Linked DNA regions of Sus scrofa: region 1 is linked to region 2. A link is a contact called in public HiChIP or PLAC-seq data. All regions are on one chromosome and are shown on one strand. The core of a region is the stretch at or near the end of the contact, and the rest is flanking DNA. Distances in the headings are between cores, read along the strand shown.

Region 1 (6,492 bases), core at 2,780-5,279, 250 kb before region 2:
ACAATAATCAATTCACTCCATAAAAATATTTCATAGATTATAATAATGACCTGAAGAAGTTTTAAATGAGGCTCTTAGCTACACTTAAATATTATATATTAAAGTCAAGTCTTCATAATTAAAACTGAATTTTAATATTACCTATACATGTATCTACGGGCACGTACGTGTGCGTCTGATTAGCATACAAAGCTAATAAACTTGGCTCTCCTCTATTCCAGAGCTACACACTCTGTCTCCAATTCCGGTAACTGTCTCACAGATGTATGCATCTGGTCACAGGAGGGAACTGAAGTAAAAATATGGGGATGGATCTGGCACATTCATCTAACACTAGAAAAATAAGCCCATCCAAAACATATGCCCAAAGGGTAACAGAGCTGCAAAAATATTTCCATCTAAACAAAGGCCGTGTGTTTTAGTCAAGTGCAAATGGAAATAAATCGTATTTTTATTTATTACACACATCCAGTCTACTTCAATTAATGGAATCCTTATTGTTTAGGTTCTTAGCTTTGCTTTGTTTGCTCGCTTATTTTTAACCTAAACGCGTCTAAAAATTGTCTGGAAATTCTGTGACTGCCATTAGGATTTCTCCATTAGTCTGCTCGAGTACGGCAACTTTCTTCAGTTGTACGAATACAGACCCCTTACAGCCGCTGTAACAGAGACGCGGAGGGGAGGCTAACTTGTGAGATGACAGGAAAAGAAAGGGGAGCCAAAGGAAAAAGGTAAAAGGAAGCAAGAGGAAGTCCAAAAAAGACAGGCTTGAGAAAAAAGAAGAAGAAAGTACAGCGTATTGACACAAGCACACTTAAAATGCTTAAAAATGCCTTTCTCATACAAGGTCAAGTAAGACGTGAAAATACACATGAATTGGACTAAGTACAGAGGCCCAACGAGGAGTGCCAACTAAACCTTACTTTTATCAACATCACAGAATCAACTTCAAGAAAATTATAAATCCCTCTATTCCAACTAAATTGATCCGAATAAAGGCATAACAACATTCGCTTTTCTCCTTTCCTGAAAAAGAGAAAGTCACATTCACAATAGTATAAATCAACTATACTTTAATAAAAAAAATTTTTAAATAAAAAAAGAGAAAATTACAAAGTGAATGTAATAAACTTTAAAAATGCACATCTGAATTCCAAACCCTATGGGTATACAAATTTAGAAAGCTAAGATATTTCTGTAAACCAAATGATTTGAATAATCAACATGCTAAAGACCAAATTTTCCAAGTAACAGAACACTTACATTTGATGGATTTCTTGAACAAAGGAAATTTTAAAAATGACAAAGCAGACAGGCAAACATAATTCATTGGTGCACTATATAATTTTAAGCTTCCACCCCCAAATAGCTATTTGAAATTCATTTTGTATCACAAGTACTTCTTCTGAATATTATTTAGGGCAAAATAGCCAACTTGATAAAGTGCCAACAAACTGCATCAAAAATGTAGAATGTTAACTAGATAAAAGTGTCAAGAAGAAATATTATTATTACCATATCTACTTCAAAAAGTAAAAACTTCTGCCTGGGTTCAAAAGTTCACAGCCACCCTATTTGTTTTCAAACAACAGGTTTTAAATAGCAGAAATTAAAGTTGCAGAGTTACCTGGTCAGGATTCTTATAGCTGAGCAGAAGATTTGAGGCCTTGATATCGCCGTGTACATACTCGTGCTCGTGAATATATTCCAGGATATCCAGCTGCGAAAGCATCATATAGAATAAATTAATGCAGTACCTGACACCAACCAGCAGAGGACCGAGCTTCAACACAACCAACTTTTACTGGATTAAACAGAAGAATGCAGCTCACATACAATTCTTAAGCTTAGCTGCAAGACCGTTTTCCGGGAAAACCTTTTGGCATTTGCTTCATATATTTTCTGAAGGTCACTCCCAAAGCGATCCATTATCATAAATCTGTAACTAAAGACAAACAAAGTCAATGAACAAAATGTAACTCAGGAAAACACACTTTGCAATGAGTACTCTCCTTTCAAAATAATGTTTTAAAAGAACCGTTCAGTAAGAAAGTTAGAAAGAAAGAAAAGATCAGGAAAGACAACACTTGAAACAGGTTTTCCCAACTGGAAATCTCAGAGAGCTTTCCTGCCCTGACTCTGACGTTAGGGACCCCAGGGTTTCAGCAAGTTACACGAGACTACACTCAATGTAAGAAAACACCCACTGAGCGAACACATCAGATCAGTTCACGGTAACGATGAAATAGTCTGAGTAAGACCGATATCCCTGATTTTTGTCAGAGTGCAAGTTAATTTATGTTTCAGAATATTAGCTTCCTGCCTTTGACGGTTCTTCTCTATTTTTAAGGTACATTTTCGCAGTATTAACATTCTGCTAAAATCAAGACTGTCAAGAGATTCTGTAACGAGAGCTAAATGCAATAAAACTGCTTAAATGGTGTGAAAGAACTGTATATTAAGTACTCAACAGACAAGATTTCGGGAACAATAAATGTCCTGGAAGAAAGGGAAGATTGCTGGTTTTGCCGCAAACCAACTCTGCCACTTTGGCCAAGTCACATCTCTTTGGGCTCCAATGTTCCCAGGCACCAAACGAGGGAGCAGGCCTCATGCCTTCCAAGGCCTTTTCCAGCACCCACATTCTAAGAGTCAACATCCACACGTTATATTCCAGTGTGTACCGAAAAGCATCACCAAGTTGCCGTAACAGGGTTCGTCTTTTGCTCTGAGGACCACTTTTATCTCTATAGTTTTCCAGATTCTTAGCTGTCTGGTTCCAGCATTCTATCAATCAATGAAAACCAAGACCACACTCAAAATGTATCCAGACATCATCATAACAGCACAGCTTGGTGTGATCACAGCACCAGTCTAAGCACCTCAGATGGATTTGTGCATCTAAACCTCACATCACCCTTGGGAGGGCAGTGATCCTATGAACCCCAGTTCACAGCAGAAGCAACTGATCATTAGGAATTGGTCCTCTAGGAAGTGGAACCATGCTTTTGACCACCACATTAAATATAAATGATCAATAAACACAAGTACGATGCAGAAACCCCATTTATGTGTTTTAGGCTAAGATAAAAAACACAATATGACAAGTTTGATAGAGAAGGAAGAGTGAACATTAAAAGACAACATGCCAAATAAAAAGTTCAAGATTTTACTTATTCTTGAACTGGAAGAGAATTAGAGATCATCTTTCTAAACATCTTTTGATAAAATTAATGCCTACAGAGGTCAAGTGATTTGTCCAGAGTCATATAATTAGTGGCAACATGTGTTAACTCACGTAAGATTTTCAGCACGCTGACCTCTAAGGTAATAAGAGGAAACAGTAATTTTGACTTCCTGATTTCCTCTGTCTAACAAGTTTTAAAAGGTTGAGGGATGAGACCCAGGACACATGCACATGTTTGCTTTTAGAAATAAGTGATGTGACTGTATAATTATTATAAAATAATACACAGGCAACAAAAACACAATCTCTGCTGACGCTCTGAGAGGGAGCTAAACCCTAATTGCTTAATTCAACCTGAGACTCATTATACTTCACCTGAAGTAGACCTTGGTTTTTAATTTATAGATCACGGCACCACGACTCTGAATAAGCCCTTAACCGCCTCCCCATTCCTAAGGTACACACATCTGCTTAAGCATGATTCTGTACACTGCCTAGAAATTTTTACCACATTCTTTCGCGAGGATATTTCTACCACTGAGAACTAAATTAAGGAAAGCTACTTCTAAATAACTCCTCTAAAGTAAAACCATCCATGTTTACTCTCCTGGGGACTTGAATAAAACAATGCAAATAATGGGAATATATACACCAGTATAAATGATTTAATAACGACAGCAGCTAAAATTTTGACAGGCCTGACACTGCTCTAAGCACCATATTCCTATGACTTCAAATGCGTGACGGGGGAAAGGAAGGATTTCTGGCAGGGAGGGGAGAGCTGGAAAGACAACCTCACTTCCTATTTTTTTTTTTGCTTTTCTAAGAACTAGCATGACTCTTTGTAAAAGCTTCAGTCTAAACAGGAAGTCTACACGTTACAAGTGATGAGCCTTCCCTTTTGAGGAGACGGTGTAGCAAGTGTTTCTGAAGAAGCGAGCTGAGTGGGAAGGCAGGCGGCGGCCCCTGCCCAGGTCCCCTGCGACACCCAGGCTCCCAGCAGCCCCCCCCCAGTGACCTGCCTCGCCTCGTTCTCCTCTCCTCAGAAGTTACTGCCTTCTCCTCAGGCCCCTGCGTGCCCCCTTCCTCTGGTCAAGTCAGCCGGCCGAGGCCACCCGGCCGGTCTTCATGGGCCACTCCCGCTGGGAATGCCATTCCTTCCTTCCAGGGACTTTCTGCACCAGCAGTTTTCACCTTTGAGGGAGAAAGACCTCCCTGAGAGTAAAGCTAACACGCACACGTGTTCTAACGGCTTTACATTTACCGCCCTCATTATGTGGGTGGGTGTTACTCTATTCCACAGATGAGGAAACTGAGGCAAAAGGAGCCATTTAGGCACGCACATTTCCAGGGGCAAGACACAGATATGAAACAAGCATTTGGCTCCAGAATCCTTGTTCCTAACTTAATCCATCCTTGTGCTACCGTTTCTTCAGAAAACTCGTAAAACCACAGCAACTCGTCCAGCAAGGCCACAAGGAACAACGTGCAACGGGCGTGCCCACGTTCCCTGAGCGCTCCCGGCTCGGGGCCCACCCGCGCCCTCTGCCCCCGAGCTGCCTGTGGCACCACTCCGGGCCGGTGTGCCATCCTCCTCCCCGTGGCCGAGCGCTTCACCACCCTCAGCACCGCGACCAGCTCGGCCTTGCAGCGGCTGGTTAAGAATGAGCAGTGATAACACCTGACCATGAAAACATGGGGGGCGGTCGCCAGAGACCCCTGGGAAGGGTCTCCCTGCCAGGACAGTGAAACACTCTAGAAGCAATTCCAGCTTCCACTGCTGGGTACCGCATCTGCCTGCGACCGAGAAATGGGCAGCCACCTTGAGACCACACAACGGCGAATGAACAGGCAGCGAAGCCAAGACGAAGGGGCAAAAGGGCAAGAGAAGGAGCCTGGGCTCCTGAGGACGGCTCAGGACAGCAGAGCCGCTCTACCCTTACGGCAGCTGAGAGCATCCTGACCAACGTACCCCAGTTCCAACCAACCCTGCTCTTCAAATCGCAGCTACCAGCACTGCTGCATGGCGCTCCACGCATTCATTCCACTGTTTTTAAAGTGTCCATCATGCATCAAAAGCACTGGAGGTTTGCTGCAACTCAACTATGCCAACAATGTTCTCTCCGCTCTGAACTAAGACATGTAAGAGTCAGACCCACACAATTCAGCATGTCACTGTTTCCTACAGGTTTGTTTTTCCTCATCAGCTAGACTGAAACCTCACAGAGGTGGGCAGATGACACACCTAACATGAAATGCCAACTGCAGCCTGAGGGCTCCCTTTTACATAAACGAATGGAGGTTTGGGTTTGCTTCCTTACTCTTTTTTTTCTTTTTTTTTTTTTTTTTTTTTTTGACTTTTGGGGCCGCACCCATGGACTATGGAGGTTCCCAGGATAGGGGTCTTATCGGAGCTACAGCTGCCGGCCTACACCACAGCCACAGCAACACAGGATCTGAGGCCCGTCTGCAGCCTACACCACAGCTCACGGCAATGCCAGATCCTTAACCCACTGAGCAAGGCCAGGGATCGAACCCACAACCTTGTGGTTCCTAGTCGGATTGTTTCCGCTATGCCACAACGGGAACTCCCTGCCGACTCATTTCTAAGGGGGAAAATGCAGGCACGTTTGGCATTGTTCCTCCTTGTCAGCGGGGTTCCAGGCAGCTGCCACCACTTGGTACAAGTCCCTCCTCGGACGAGAGGGAGCACTTGATCATCGCTGCTGACGACACTGCACACAGCCAGGCGAAGGCCAAGCAAGGCTGCAGGCAGGTGCTCGGCACACAAGGCTGACCAAACAAACGGAACAGTGAAGGCCCCGAAAGGGAGACGAGAAACGGAACATGCGCGGGTTTACCTTTTCCCATTTTTATCATGTAGACCAGACCCCCAGTACTTAGGAACACCCAGGTACTTCAGTTTATGGGCACGAATCCATTTCTGAACTGCAAGTTAAAACACAGGCGTGTGATTTCAATCTTGTTAGACAGAAGAAATTTACAAAAAAATTATTCATAACAGAATGTACTTTTATACATGCAATACATTTCACCTTCATTCATAAAACAGAAAGTGAGCAGTACATTATAACCAATAAATGAAAAGTATTTTACATTCAAAACATTTTTATTAACCCACAAAATGTTGTTATCCTGCCCTAAACATTGTCTTTAAAACAAAAAATTGCAAAAAACATTTTTTAAAGAAGTCAGACCTCAGTACTGCAATTACAAATAGAGTCTCCAAGTATGGATAAATGTTTACTTGTTTCCATAGAAAGACTTATTTTTTACCCCAATCT
Region 2 (7,088 bases), core at 427-2,926:
CCCAATTATTTTATAGTCGGGAAGTGCATCACGTTTGCAAATACATTTGTCCAGAGCACTCCATAAACTTAGATAAAATGGAAAGGCGGAACCAAGTCTAAATTAAAGAGATGTAGTAGCCTAACAGTGCACTAAAGCTCCTTCTAACAGTCTTGGCACAGTGTCCAGGCACGGTCGGCTCTCTGCTGGGGGCGCCTTTCTTGGCTGTGAAGGCAGATCATGCCCTCTGTCACTCATGGGGAGCAGTTCTGCCCAACTGTCTCTTTTCAACAACTTTATCATCAATCTCTTTATTAACAGCTCCACTGCAGTCAGAAAACGCAAACAAGGACCAATTTTCATGCCAGATTTCTGGAAATCACATAGCACCAGGCACCACACAGTGTGAAAGTTTGTAAGGAGGGTGTTGTGCCAAGAGAAAGACGGCATCCACAAGGAACAAGCACAAAGTCGGGACATTTTACATTATTATATTAAAATACATCTACCCACTTTTTAATGTCTAAAAACCTGAAAAGAACCCAGATATCCACCCATGTGTATGAGGATGGAAGAGGGGCACAGCAGTGGCACCCGATCCTTTTACTCCCCAGAGAGAACTTCGTCACTGTGCATTTCCATAAAATATATTACACCCTCTGAAAATATTTTTAAGGACTGTATGACATGATTAGAAAACATATAAGGCTGAGATAAATGTCTGCAATGAGCTGAAAGAAACCTGTACAACCAATTTTTGTATGATCCCAATTGCATTTTCTCAGATTAAACTGGTGAATGAAAAATAGCATCTTGGAGTTCCCATCGTGGTTCAGCGTTAATGAATCTGACTAGGATCCATGAGGACGCAGGTTAGATCCCTGGCCTTGCTCAGTGGGTTAAGGATCTAGCGCAGCTGTGAACTGTGGTGTAGGTTGCAGACACAGCTTGGATCCTGCACTGCTGTGGCTGTGGTGTAGGCCAGCAGCTACAGCTCTGGGTCAACCCCTAGCCTGAGAACCTCCATATCCTGCAGGTGTGGCCCTAAAAAGCAAAACAAAACAAAACAAAAAACAACAAAAAAAGCTATCTTATAGGCGTTCTCTTGTGGCCTAGCAGGTGCAGGTTAAGGACCCAGTGTTGTCACTGCAGTGGGTAGGTCCAGCCCCTGGCCCAGGAACTTTCACATGCCACAGAGACAGCCGGAAAATAAAATAGCATCCTACAAATTAATTAAAGAAAGTGCTTCTAAAAACCTTGCAAAGACTTAGATTAAAAAAAAAAATTGGGTCATAATCACACGACTAATATGTAATTTAAGGCATCCAAGTTAATTGAAAACTGAGTATACTTTCTGGATAGTTCCAAATATTGAGATGCATGGTACTTAGACTAGGCAATACCTGATCACTGTAACTGTTAATTACATCACACTCAGCCCAAGACGCGAACCCACCATAGGTCAGGACTTCCCTTTCATCTGTTTTGCATTTCAGTCTATTGATGCAATTGTTTGAAAAACATTTTATTTATAGGTAAAATGCATTTTTATAGAATATTAAGACTCCAATCCTATATAGATGAATTTACACTCATCTAAATAATGCATTTTGCTGCAGTGTGTCTTAGATAAACCTTCTTAGGGCTGTGATGTCTGTGCTTGGGTGGGAAGAGGAACTCTGCGGCTAAGACCAAAGTGGTCATGTCAAGTTGACTCCCAGGGTGACTCAGCTTTGGGGCTGCTAGACCTGTTTATTCTACAACGTGAAACAAAACTGAGAGGGCCCTTAGGCTTCTCTGGTCAATCCTGGGACCCATAAGATGAACTGCGGAGTGTAAATCTACTCTCTTCACTGAAAATCAACACGTATAAACAAAAACTCTTAAGTGGGGTGGCAAGGAGGAAACTAGTTTTGATTAAAGGCATTATTATCCTGTACCTTAGAAATACAGCAAAAATTATAAGCTTTGACTGGAGTACAGACTGTTCCGTTCTTAACACCGACTAATGGAATTTAAAGATGCTTGAAACAGAAAAAATGGGATTACACTATCTTATTCCTTAAAGTAGGAATATTTTCAACGTTAACTTCTTAAAATAGTAGGGGATTGAACTCCATATAAACTCTAAAACAATACCGTGCCCTTTGTAGATAAGGTTTTTAGCTATCAGAAAATGCAAAGCATTTAAAAAGGTAACAAGGAAGAAGAACAATTACAATCACAACCTTTCACAAACACGAGTTTTCTGAACTTTGAACTTGAGCACAGCCTTAATTCCACCCTTTCAAGGAAAGACCGATGAATTGGGAGGGGATGTGAAAAGGAAAAACATACTTAAAATCCCATCTCTTTCAACAAATACATGTACGGCTTGATCAGCTGCAATAATGTTCCCAGAACATTAAGACAAAAGCCTGTCTCTGAGGAAGAAAAACAGAAGTTGAAATGACTTCCCAAGTATATGAAATCACTTCTGGAATGAAGTACATACAATCACTTCTGAAATACATGGCTCAGAAATATTGATGCCATCTTTCTTGGTGCCATTAAAGCTATGGAAAATGTCACAGGTATTTTTAAACTGATAAGTATGGAGAAAGGATGGGTAAATGGATTCTATAAATGAGAAACAGATATTACACAGAATTAACAGACCACTTGTCTCTATTTATATGACTGAAGGTCATGTTTATTACAGAACACACAAACAAAACCCGAAGTCAGCAGAAGGAAGGAAATAATAAAGACCAGACGGAACACACTTAATATTTCATTTGCCAAGTTCAGGTCTGCATCGACACAGCATCCATTTGTGATTTTGGTTTGAAGAAAAGCTAACAGAAAATAAAGTAGAGAATTAAAAAAAAAAAAAAAAAATATATATATATATATATATATACACACACACACACACAATTCAGGCTAAAAGGCAACTAATTTTCCTTAAGCTCTTCTTTCATTAGAATTAAAATAGGCAAAAGTATATCCAAAGAATTGTTCGGCGCCTTATTAGACAAACAATTTGTCTTTGTTTTAATGTACTGAAGTGCACTAACAGGTACTATTTCCAGTGCTTGGTCTACAATTTGTGTATATTAATGATTTATCCCTTCATATATCAGTTACTACTTGGAGCTGCTGATCATTTATTGCCACCTTGAGTGCAGCCAGAATTAATACTAGGCAGAGCTTAAAACATTTTTTTCTGTGTGGGGGAAAAAAAACAGAGGTGTTAATTAGAAAAATACAAACTTTATTCCAGAAAACACCCAGAGCTACAAAACACACATCTTTCAATTATCATTTTAGTAATTTCAGCAAGATGCATTAGAGGCCATGTGGGTGATAAAACTCAGAAAGTTGTGATGTTCAGTCCCGCGTTTAGGTGTCTATCAAGGTAGAGGAAACACGGCAAGTTCAGTCCTGCAGGTGTTAACAATGGAGTTGAGAATAACTTTTACATTTTCCCTTTTACTAGACAGTCCCAAAAGTTAAATTTTATTTTAATAAAAAGTTATTTCACATTACAGTCACATATTTTTATAGATAGTACAGGTATCAGAACTTGGAATTTCAGGAATAAAAATATGGACTGCATGTCCTTTGAAATAATGGCTTCATTTATAAGGAGGTCTATCTCTCTACTCAAAGCATTTAAGATAACCACACTCAAAAGTGGGCCATCAAATATCCATACAACGCAGTTCATTTCTAACCTGTAAGTGACGTATGCCATGTTGAGCACTTGAGGGTTTAAAAAAAGCCGAATCTGATTTGGGTTGAGTAAAGTGAGAAACACAGGATCCTGAAATTCACTGAACAACAACAGTGCCACCTGCCGACATGAGAGTTAAAGCACCAACTGCTTTGACAACATCAGCCGCACACCGTCTACAGGCGCGGAGTAAGCACAGAGAAAGATACAGGGTCTACATACACAGAGTAAATGTTTTGGAGGGTGAGTCAGCAGAAAATTAATTATTAGGTACTATATTCATGTTTTCCTCCTTAATGATCAATTATAAGAATAAATACCTGATTATGTGAGGTATCAATTAATATTAAGTTGCTGCTAATGGTATAAATTAACCAGAAATATCTTTTCTAAAAATAACCAAAGTAAATTATTTTGCAAATCTTCACTTACAGCTATATATCATAACTTGCAAACAGAAATAAAGACATCACTGAAAAAAACAAAAAAAGTCAGTCAAAAGAAACCAGCCAACTATGGGATTGTGCTGTTTTTTTTTTATTGTGTTTTCAATGGAGAAATACATCATCTGTTTACAAAATAGCTCTTGAAAAATACAAGGAGTACAGATACTATAAAACAAAGCAAACTCCAGTCATGAGACACTACGTACATCATGCGAAAGCAACAGTCTGATCTCCAGGTTATGAAAACTAGAATTAAAAAGTCACTACACAGAAAAGGTCCAAGTTCCCAGCTTGGCAAAACTTGGGTGCAGTTACATGAAACGTTTAATAAACTGAATTCTTTTTCCCCAATGTGTAAACAAAATGACAAAAGACTAAATCTGTGCCTGGCAATTTCAATCTAACTCTGAAGCTACACAAACACACAGACACCTTGTACACTTCACCTGTTAGTCTGACCCTCTTTTCTTAGGTGGTGGGAGGAAGGGCAAGGTGACTGTGCAGAGCCAAGATGTGGGCAGTAGAAATATCGTATACTAGACATTATAAAGTATGGTGAAAAGAAAGCCTCAATTAATGCATAGCCTAAGGGGGGAAAGACTACACTCCAACTTTGGAAAATCAATTTAGAAGGACAGGGGAAGAGTTGAAGTCATTGCAGTTTAACAGGAAAAATGCACATGTGATAGAATGGAGCACAATGGAGGATTCATAAAACATGCTCATCAGAAAAATCTGTTAGGTTGGCTCTGTCCCGATTAAGAATAACTAAGTTTATCAACATCTGGCATCATCCTCATAGTTTGTAAAGATGAATATTCTGTCGCCTGATTACGAGGAACTAGTCCCCTTACATAAAGGAGCTCTGAATCTATAGACAGGAGAAAACAAAATGTAAAAGGAGTAGAGAGCTGACTAGATGTCAAGTGCTTGTCAGAAATGATTTTTAAATGCTTCTACATGTACAATTCACTGACAAATTTTGGTCAACCATTTAAAAATACAGTTTAAAATTCTTGGAAAAAATGCCTTTTTGCTCACATGTTTAAAATTGAAAATCAACTTTACTACTGACAGGAGTTCTGTGGAGTGTACAAAATTCCTCATGTTTAGAGATCAAACGGCCATCCAAGAGAGATATCATGTTTCACAGGCATTATTTTTAGTCACCCTAAAGTTACAGCCATGGGACCAAAATTTAGTGTTCTGTGCCATGTGGCCACAGGGTCACTGGTTTCACATCATGGCTTAAGAAAATACTGGCATTTTGTCTTTGATGAAATAAGTCCTACCGTATGCACATAAGCAGAGGGGAAAAGAACAAGAAGGGGGAGGGAGCAAAAAGCTTCGTTTGTTTAAAAGACAACAGATTGAAGGCAAAAGAATATGGAGCTTAAACAAGCTCAAAGAAAAATATTTGCTGGCTGATCGCTGATCTGTATGCACTCTAAACAATTCTATAAATAAAACCAATATATCATTTCTTAATCATGACCCCATCAAAACAAAGTATTTCCTAATTATTCTTTCAATGTCAAATATATACCCTAGAGTTGACATTTCATTTGTGAAGGTTACAGCTACCTGGCAGGGACTGAACTAGATGTACTCCTACCCCTCCTCTGAAGTGTAACAGTACACCGCCACACAATGGCATCCAATTTGAAGACTAATGGTAAAGGAAATTCTTCAGGAAAAAAATGAAAATCCATCAAGCTGAAAATCTAAAATTAGTTCTACTTTCTAATAAAAAAATACATAAAAGTGCATCATCAGAATAAGGAATTCTTATGCCAGTTTGTATTGCAAATTTTCCAAACAATGCATCAAACATAAATCCAGTCCAGATGTCAATTACGGATACAAATATAGCTTGAGGTTTTTTTTTTTTTTTTTTTGTTTTTTTGTTTTTTTAAAGGCAGTAATTTTTTGAAATAGTTAATGCAACTGTTGCTAACACAATAATAATAGTACTCCTGGCTTCACATACTAACCTGGACTTCCGATCAAGTGCTGATTAGCCCAGTAAGGGAGGTCACCAAAAAACCTAATCCATTTCAGTCATGTCTAGTCTTGTACCCTCCATCCTCCTTTTTCAGCATTTGAAGACAACAGGTTGAGTTGGCAGATATTGTTTATGGACCCCTGAGGTTGTTTTTACCGATTCAATCTCAGTTTTATTGAATTCTTGATAACAGGAATAGGATTTGCAGGGAGAGCAGGGATATCAGAAAGGTCTGTACTGGATGTTTTCTGAGAATAAAAGCAAAGAATAAACATTGTTCAAAGTACTGTAACTTAACAATGAGATTTACTTTCCACTGCTTTATCTCCTAAGACATGGATAGGACTTTATCATACATATTAACATTTTAAAGAAAAACACAACAAATGTCAAAATGGAATTTGACTGTCATTACAAAATTATTCTAACAGTTGCAGAAAATTTCAAATAAGTAGCAATATTTCAGTAATATAAAAAAAGAAGTGATTTCAAATACAGCTTTAATAAATACAGTCTCCAAAAACCACCCATCATATACTTATAAAGTTCATGTTAAGCTATATTTCCTTGTAGTAATACCAAGAGCTGTTAATATTAACTGGCACTGGAGCACCCCCGTGTGGGAGAACACTTAAAGTTCACCTCATACACAGGAGCAGCAGCACATTAACAGTAAATGTATTACTTTCTGACTCTATAAATTAAAAATTAAATCTATACAACTGAGCAATAATCTGTTTATTAAAAGTGTAGGGATGTTTTACTACGTTAAAAACAATTAGTCACAAATTTAACACTCAAAAACACAGAGATGACATTTTTAAGTGTTTTATTATGGAAAATCCCAAACATATACAAAAGTAGAGAGCATTATATAACGAATTTCCATGTATTCATTATCTAGCTTTACTAACTGTCAAATCAAAGTCAATTCACTGTC

Evidence for each region. HiChIP or PLAC-seq counts read pairs in DNA pulled down with a chosen protein or histone mark.
Region 1: a contact with region 2 is called in an H3K27ac HiChIP or PLAC-seq map of alveolar macrophages. The contact joins two enhancer-like sites. A contact is called at or near these places in 1 of 47 Hi-C or Micro-C datasets (fetal skeletal muscle) and 1 of 2 datasets of contacts at active chromatin or transcription factors (alveolar macrophages).

Annotation. Positions count from the first base shown.
Region 1 is chr7:117,991,623-117,998,114 of Sscrofa11.1, reverse strand. It overlaps VRK1 (vaccinia related kinase 1), which reads right to left. Exons shown (of 13, transcript NM_001243688.1): 5 at 6,049-6,136; 6 at 1,837-1,945; 7 at 1,628-1,720. Among named protein-coding and RNA genes, the nearest start is that of VRK1, 52 kb to the right of the region's middle. Within about 2 kb of position 4,029, at least 6 of the 83 cell types and tissues checked have an H3K27ac peak or open chromatin away from gene starts, as enhancers often do. A contact at or near this core is called in alveolar macrophages, where this site is marked.
Region 2 is chr7:117,737,474-117,744,561 of Sscrofa11.1, reverse strand. PAPOLA (poly(A) polymerase alpha) reads right to left here. Exons shown (of 21, transcript XM_021099683.1): 21 at 4,222-6,396. The coding sequence ends at 6,301. Among named protein-coding and RNA genes, the nearest start is that of PAPOLA, 65 kb to the right of the region's middle. Within about 2 kb of position 1,676, at least 3 of the 83 cell types and tissues checked have an H3K27ac peak or open chromatin away from gene starts, as enhancers often do. A contact at or near this core is called in alveolar macrophages, where this site is marked.